Regions from separate parts of the Pan troglodytes genome. Here region 2 is linked to region 1. A link is a contact called in public Hi-C data. All regions are on one chromosome and are shown on one strand. Each heading gives the region's core, a stretch centred on a gene start, on an enhancer-like site or on the middle of the called end of the contact. The rest is flanking DNA. Distances are from core to core; before and after follow the strand shown.

What was found. A called contact is a pair of places that touch in the nucleus more often than the background predicts.
Region 2: a contact with region 1 is called in a Hi-C map of stem cell-derived neural progenitor cells, with 5 times the contacts expected there. The contact joins two enhancer-like sites. A contact is called at or near these places in 1 of 7 Hi-C or Micro-C datasets (stem cell-derived neural progenitor cells) and 1 of 1 datasets of contacts at active chromatin or transcription factors (stem cell-derived excitatory neurons).

The regions. Positions count from the first base shown.
Region 1 is chr22:17,126,878-17,130,117 of NHGRI_mPanTro3-v2.0_pri, forward strand. No RefSeq gene overlaps it. Among named protein-coding and RNA genes, the nearest start is that of USP25, 350 kb to the left of the region's middle. Within about 2 kb of position 1,499, at least 17 of the 24 cell types and tissues checked have an H3K27ac peak or open chromatin away from gene starts, as enhancers often do. A contact at or near this core is called in stem cell-derived neural progenitor cells, where this site is marked.
Region 2 is chr22:17,366,930-17,370,424 of NHGRI_mPanTro3-v2.0_pri, forward strand. No RefSeq gene overlaps it. Among named protein-coding and RNA genes, the nearest start is that of MIR99A, 230 kb to the right of the region's middle. Within about 2 kb of position 1,667, at least 13 of the 24 cell types and tissues checked have an H3K27ac peak or open chromatin away from gene starts, as enhancers often do. A contact at or near this core is called in stem cell-derived neural progenitor cells, where this site is marked.

The DNA.
Region 1 (3,240 bases), core at 249-2,748:
TTTTGTGTTCATGAATATGTAAATGTAACATGCATAAAATAAAATAAAAAAGCAGACAGTTTCTACCACAGACTGCCTAACTGTGTTGAACTAATACGCAAAAAGCGAAGATTTAATTTTTCAAGCATTTTGAGTCAGTGTTTCAAGGCATGACATAATTATGTAATATAAAAATACATAAATTAGGCATATGCAGATGTGCATGACAGTTAGACTCGAAATAAATCGGCATGTAGTCATGGCTATAGTGATTCATGCAGATTCACTTACTCCTTCACTCTGATGCCTAGTAATACGGGGTAAATGCCTTAGGTCTTTAATGACCTTGTATTTACTGACTAGATTCTACTCCCATACCTCACCCCAATAAATGACTAGGAAAATGTTTAAATAATATGTATTATTTGTATATGTATGTATATATATATATTATACACACACATATGCTTTTTTCTTTTGAAGGGGAAAAGCGATGGCTATATTCCACTGAAGTATTCTGGAGGAAGCCGTGGGAAGAAAATTGGTGGATTTTATTATTGAAATAAGCAGGCATGTTCATGCATATTTTTACGGCATGCATGGCTATGCGCCACTCTGTGCAAACAGTGCTATTGCAGCTTGTGCGCGGTAATTAGGTTGATGTAATTATGGTGAAATAAAGGCAGTCGCACTGATAATTTCACAGTGAATATTAAAGACATATGTGCCTTCCAGTGTACAATAAATGAACCTGAACTGCTGTCAGGGTCTAGGAGGACAGTGTGGCCAATGCACCTATTGTGTCCCTGCTGCAGAAAGGAGCCTGCCGATTGGCCACTGTCTGCAGCACATAGCACTGGCTGGTTATAAAGGACTTGTCTAGGGGAGAGCCTGTAGGTACTCCATTGTCTGGTAAAGTTCATATGACTGCATTCTTTTCGCAAGGGGGGTGGAGGGAGAGCGGGGAAGGAGGGGGTGTCAGCTCAACTGTAAAAGCTGCACAGATTTTTTTTCTTTCTCTCTCTCTGCCTCTCCATAGATCGTTTCTGTTTCATGCCCTGTCTCATTTTGCATAGCTAAAAAAGAATGCTAATTAAGATCCCTTGTCTTAACCTGAAAAATAATGACTCGGCTGTAATTAGAAATCTGGTGAGAGTTTAAAAATTCTGGTAGGGGACCAAAAACATCAGTTACGGTGCTTAGGAAGAAAATGAAGAATTATTTTTCTGTAATCAAGGTAAACATGGGAGAGGGGGGTTCCCCCCATCTTTTTAACCAATTTTAACCAATGGTGTTCTACTGCAGATGAGAAGATACTGTATTTCAAAAACTATTTTAACCATCAAATTGAAGGAACACAAATCAGTAGCAATAGAAGCCTTCTTAATCCTCCTTAGGATGCAATTCAGATGAAAGAACTGCTTTTTCTATTTTTCTTTTTGTATGTGTGTGTTATAGATGGATCTGAGAACGCTGTCTGGGCTTGGTGCCAAGGGCTGGTATTTCACAGCAGCGACCGCCTCACAGACGAGCTGTGGGAAGCAGGAGGGAGACTCTCTCTTAGGGTGCCACTACTATGGAGACACAGCTGGGCTGAACAAGATTTGCTTCAAACGACAACAAGAGAGACAGAAAGTATCTGGTTCAACCGCTGCCCGAGCAGGCAGGCACCAGAAGAGCTAGCAGCCAATCCGGCCATGCTCGAAGCCAGCTCTGCAGCTCAGCCAATCAGTGACATCATTGGTGAGAAACTCATTTACATCATGCAGTAATGAACTTTGTTTAACATAGACTTCCCCCTTTCCTGTCACCCCCCCCCCTTTCCATATTAGGTCCTTCCATTAATTATTCTGCTGGCATAATTTAATCCGCTATGCAAAAATGTGGCTACATTCTCTCTGATGGCTTTTACCTTCCCCCCCCGCCCCCCCTTGGTGTCTGCCGTCACTGAAAGTGATTCTGGGTACAATTCTATTTTGTTTTGAACTTGCAAAAATTATCTTCTCTTTCTTAAAAAAAATTCTTAACAACATTAAACCTCTGTTTATATTGTCTGATCCCTCTTCTTATGAATGAATACATGCTTCTCCAAGTTGGGGTTCAGAATTGTACAAGGTAACAGAGAATAAGGTGTGCATTGCCATGAAAGTTGCAGGTTTTTCTAACAATCTGTATCTTAGAACTTCCTTTAACGTTTCCAGATTTTATGCTGCAGTGGCCATTTTACATACAGTGCTTTATCCAAAAAGCACTTGTATGCATCTGTCACATGGAGGAAAGTTCACTCTTGTTATATTTCATTCTCCAGTGCTCTCAGCCAACATTGTCATTTTATTAATGAATAGAACTGAGGTCATTTCTGGACAAATCTCCCCCTTCCCATCCCAGCACAATGCACCTGATTTGCATCCATTTACTAGAAAAACTGAATACAAGAACCAGCTTGAAAGGAAGTTAAGGGACCAGCTTACGTATTATTTTGGAATATATTGCAGTAATACAGTTTGTTTTTTTAAAATGTGTAATATTTAACATTTGCCTTAGTGTTTCTATAAAAATGCCTGGTCTCCATTTGCAATGTAATACCTTTAGCAAATTTATAGGATTGTTACATAACCAAAGTAGATCAAATTAAATAACGTTCACAAATGAGTTCATTTATCTGCAGAAAACCTGTGGAAATACAATTTTGCGTTGCACATTTGTATTTAGTTGTCAGGGATAAAGTCATTTGTTCTATAGATAACTTAAAGAGGCTGGAACATGTGGCATGTGAAGATTTCAGGTTGCTTTATAAAATCCCAGAGAGCAAAACTGGGTCACACTTCAATGCAATTTCTATTAAGTCATATCTTTATTGCATATTTGCGTTAAAGGCGCACAGTTTTCTAGCAGAGAAGGTGAAGTTTCATTGTCTTTCTTTTAAAAGGATGTTTTGAATATAATTATTCAAAAACATGGAATTTTAAAAATATTGACAAGGGTTTCATAATAGTGCATGATTCATTTAAGAAGCTTAGAGAATGCAATGATAGGCATAGTCACTTTTTAAAGCATATGAAGGATTTAGATGGGAAACCATGGCCCTTTTAATTCATGAGGCATTCCATCATCCCATCATCAGTATTCAGGGGGCGACTGTCCTGAATCAGTCACGAGCTCCCCTGCTGCAGATCCTGTAATTTGAATCATGTGTAATAATATATTATCCTACTGGGGGCCTTCTTTCAGTAGGAGAATGGTTTATACATTCTGCTATAA
Region 2 (3,495 bases), core at 417-2,916, 240 kb after region 1:
ACTTTTATTACTTTAAATTTCTTATTTTCTACCCTCCCCGCCTACGCCCTCGATGTCTTCAGAGTCTCTTCTGGCCAGCATATCTTCTGCTTGAGGTGGATCAAAATAAAGCCCCTAAACAGACACACACAAAATAACCACCATCCAGCTGAGGAGAAATAGTTTTTCTGCCTTTGCCCTATCCTTATGTGTTAATAAAATCAGCTCATACATTCTGCCACAAAATTCAGCTTGGAAGTAATCCTCTGCTACTTAGAGCTGGATGAAAAGAGTACTCATTGTGAATTATGTTTCATCTGTCACAATAACCTTCTTTATTCTGTCAGGGACCTCCCCTTTGCCTGTGGCAATTAGAGAAAATAGGTATGCGTTGAAGTATGAAATAGTGGGTTCTTAAAATGAAACAAAACAAAACAGAAACTGATGACACATACAGACAGTACTTGCTAAGCAATATACTGCAGATTAGTAGAGGAGGCATTTTAAAGTCATTCTGATTTTACAAGAACACAGTAAAAGAATGCTTTTTAGAATGAGCAGGTGGTATAGTTGCTATTAGTTATTGTCAGCATTAGTTATTGATGACAAGCTGTGAATTGTAATTGTACTAAAAATGAAATGTAAAAATCTTTTTATATTGTGTACTTTCTAATTAAATCATGCCATAAGATATATATCATAAATATATAGTATTTATTTAACATATGAAATCGCCATGATTTTATATGCCTTTCACAGATCATAATGAATTTATGTTAAGTCTATTTTAATGCTCCAGAATAACATTTTTGCAAATTTTTTAATGGGCAAAAACAAAGAAAAGCTTTCCCTTGAAACAGAGCTTATCAAACAATTTTGTTTAATTTAAAATCAATGTGATGATTTGATTTACTTACTCTTACAAATCACTGAAATTACCTGGAGGCAGCTCAAGTTCACCTTTCTGGAATAAACCTGTTAAATGATAGACACCATCTCATTATCTCCTTGAAAGAACACCTCAACTTTTTGGCTTCATAGGTTACAGTCAAAGTTATACTATTTCTAGTTACAAATGAATTAATCTAGAAGATCTTAAAAAGCTTAAAAGGAAAACAAACATAGTTGACAGAAAAGAAAATGTTCCTTCTAATACCAAAAGAAAGTCACTGCTGACGAAGTAACTGAAACGGTCATCATAACAGTTGGATAAAGACATACAAATAATTTAAGCTAACACGAAATTCATAAAGTCTGAAGAAAAAATTCTTGAGGCTAAAAGGAAAACCTTTTGGCCCACTGCACAGGTTGGGCACAAAAGTGCTTGCTAAGCTATCTATTTCACACATGCAACGACAGAAGGTTCGATATTCATTCGATCGATGAGTGAAAAGGCACAATGGCAAAATCAGACAGACTTCTTTTCAAATACAGATCTCCAATGTCCCCCTCCAGTCTGCAGATGCACGGCTGGTGGTGTGGCTCAGACGGAGCAAGGGTTACATCAAGGCTGTTCTCTGGACCGTGCAAACAGTCTAGACCAATGACCTGCAGCATCATGCCCTTTGAAGAAGAGGCAAGTTCGGTCATGATGAAGAAAAATCAAGGCGTACCCCTTTTAACAATAGGGAGCAGCTCGAGGCTGCAAAGAGGTAAGCAGGGTGAGAAGAAAACGGCATCTGCTTCCATGGTTACAGGCCAACTATGAGAACCTTGCTTTTCAAAGGAGTCTGTTCTCAGGCTCCCTCACGGGGTATGTCATGCATTATAAGCAAAGGCAGGTTGAGCTGAAATCCGCATAGTTATTTCAGAGTAAAATGATACGGAGCACATGGCTGGCAGAAAAAACAGTCACATGACTATTAAGAACCAGACTTGGGCTATTTCAGAAAAGATTTTTTTTTTCTTATATCAGTTTAGATAAAGAAAGACAGTAAATTTGTATAAAACAAACAACCATGATAAACATGATTTCCATTTCTCAGGCTTTTATGGGAGCAGAGGTCAAGGGTCAAGACACCCCTCCACTCCAATGGCAGGACCATACAGCCTATTGTTAATATAGCTTTATTGTGGATATCATTTTAAAATATTTTCCTCTTTTGGGCGGACCATAACATAGAATTTGTGTTCTTGTGAAATTTCTCTCTCTGACCTGATTCTCTTTGATGTGTTCCCCAGGATTTTCTGTGTTTTAGATCTCATGTTCATTTCCGTTGTTAGATCTCACGCGGAGAGGTAGAAGGTTTGGTGAGAAACTTCCTTGTTGTGTGGTTACTCCTGTAAGATAGCGCGAGCTTGCCTCTGCCTCGTGAAATCTGCTTACGGATAATTCAAATCTGCAGCAAAACCATTCGCCTCTGACAATCGTCCTGTTTCTAATTCATGCCTTTGTAGTTTATTCGATGTGTAATACATCAGTGAGTCTACAGATTCTAATATCAATTTTTTTTCTTTTCTGCAAGATAAAGTTGAATTTCGTAATATGATACACTAGCAGCTAATGTTATCTGAATAAAAATTTGACAAGCATGAAATGTAACATATTCTGTATTATTAAGGAAAGACCATAGTATATAGTAACCACACAAAATGCACACATATATATATAATTAACATGGATAAGACATTCCTCTGACAATGTACCACAACTCAATATTAGAAGAATTAATATTGGGTTATGTTCTAACTATGCACAATTAACTACAGATGTTCCATGCAGTGTATCCTTTGAGCAATTTTTGTTTGCAAGTATATTGTTAAAATTAGGGAATGAAAAAGGAAAGAATCCTTCAAAGGACAAGGCATGAAAACAACTTTCATTAAATTTATTTTTCAGAATTTATGTATTTTAATATAAATGGGTACCATATAGTTTTGTGTGTAGATATTCATTTCAAATACTGACCTTGTAGGAAAATATCCTTATAGCTTAGCAAAAGCAATGAAGTGTTGGTGATCATGGTAGAAACAATTTTACACTTTCAATTAAGAAACCAGAGAAATATTTGCTGGTATGTTTCTCATATAGATGCCTTGATTTGAGTTGGGTTCATGGGCAAACATATGCTTATTGTTTGGTTTCTTTGAATGTGTTGAGATACATTAGTTTCTATTCTTGCATGGTGAGAATAACTTAAGGTCTAAAAAAAGTGAGCTATTGGAGTGTCACTATTATAGTATAATAATCTATACACTAGTATAAGCAATGAATGTATTATCTTAAAGTAGCCATGTTCTATTTGCTTTAAATAATTTACATACTACCAAAATAATTCAACATCAGAGTTTCTTTGATGTAACAACAGATCACACTTTCTCCCAAAGGTCAAGTGGCAAATATTTCTCCAATGAAAAATCTACCTGTCAGTTCTCCAAAGGAAAACAAAACAAAACAAAAACAAATACACGAAGGTTTATACATTGCATGATAATTTGCGAGTTGTGATTAAAGGGAATTGTGTCTATTACCTGAAATCTGTTGCAAAATAGATAGTTGGATTCTTGTTATTTTTT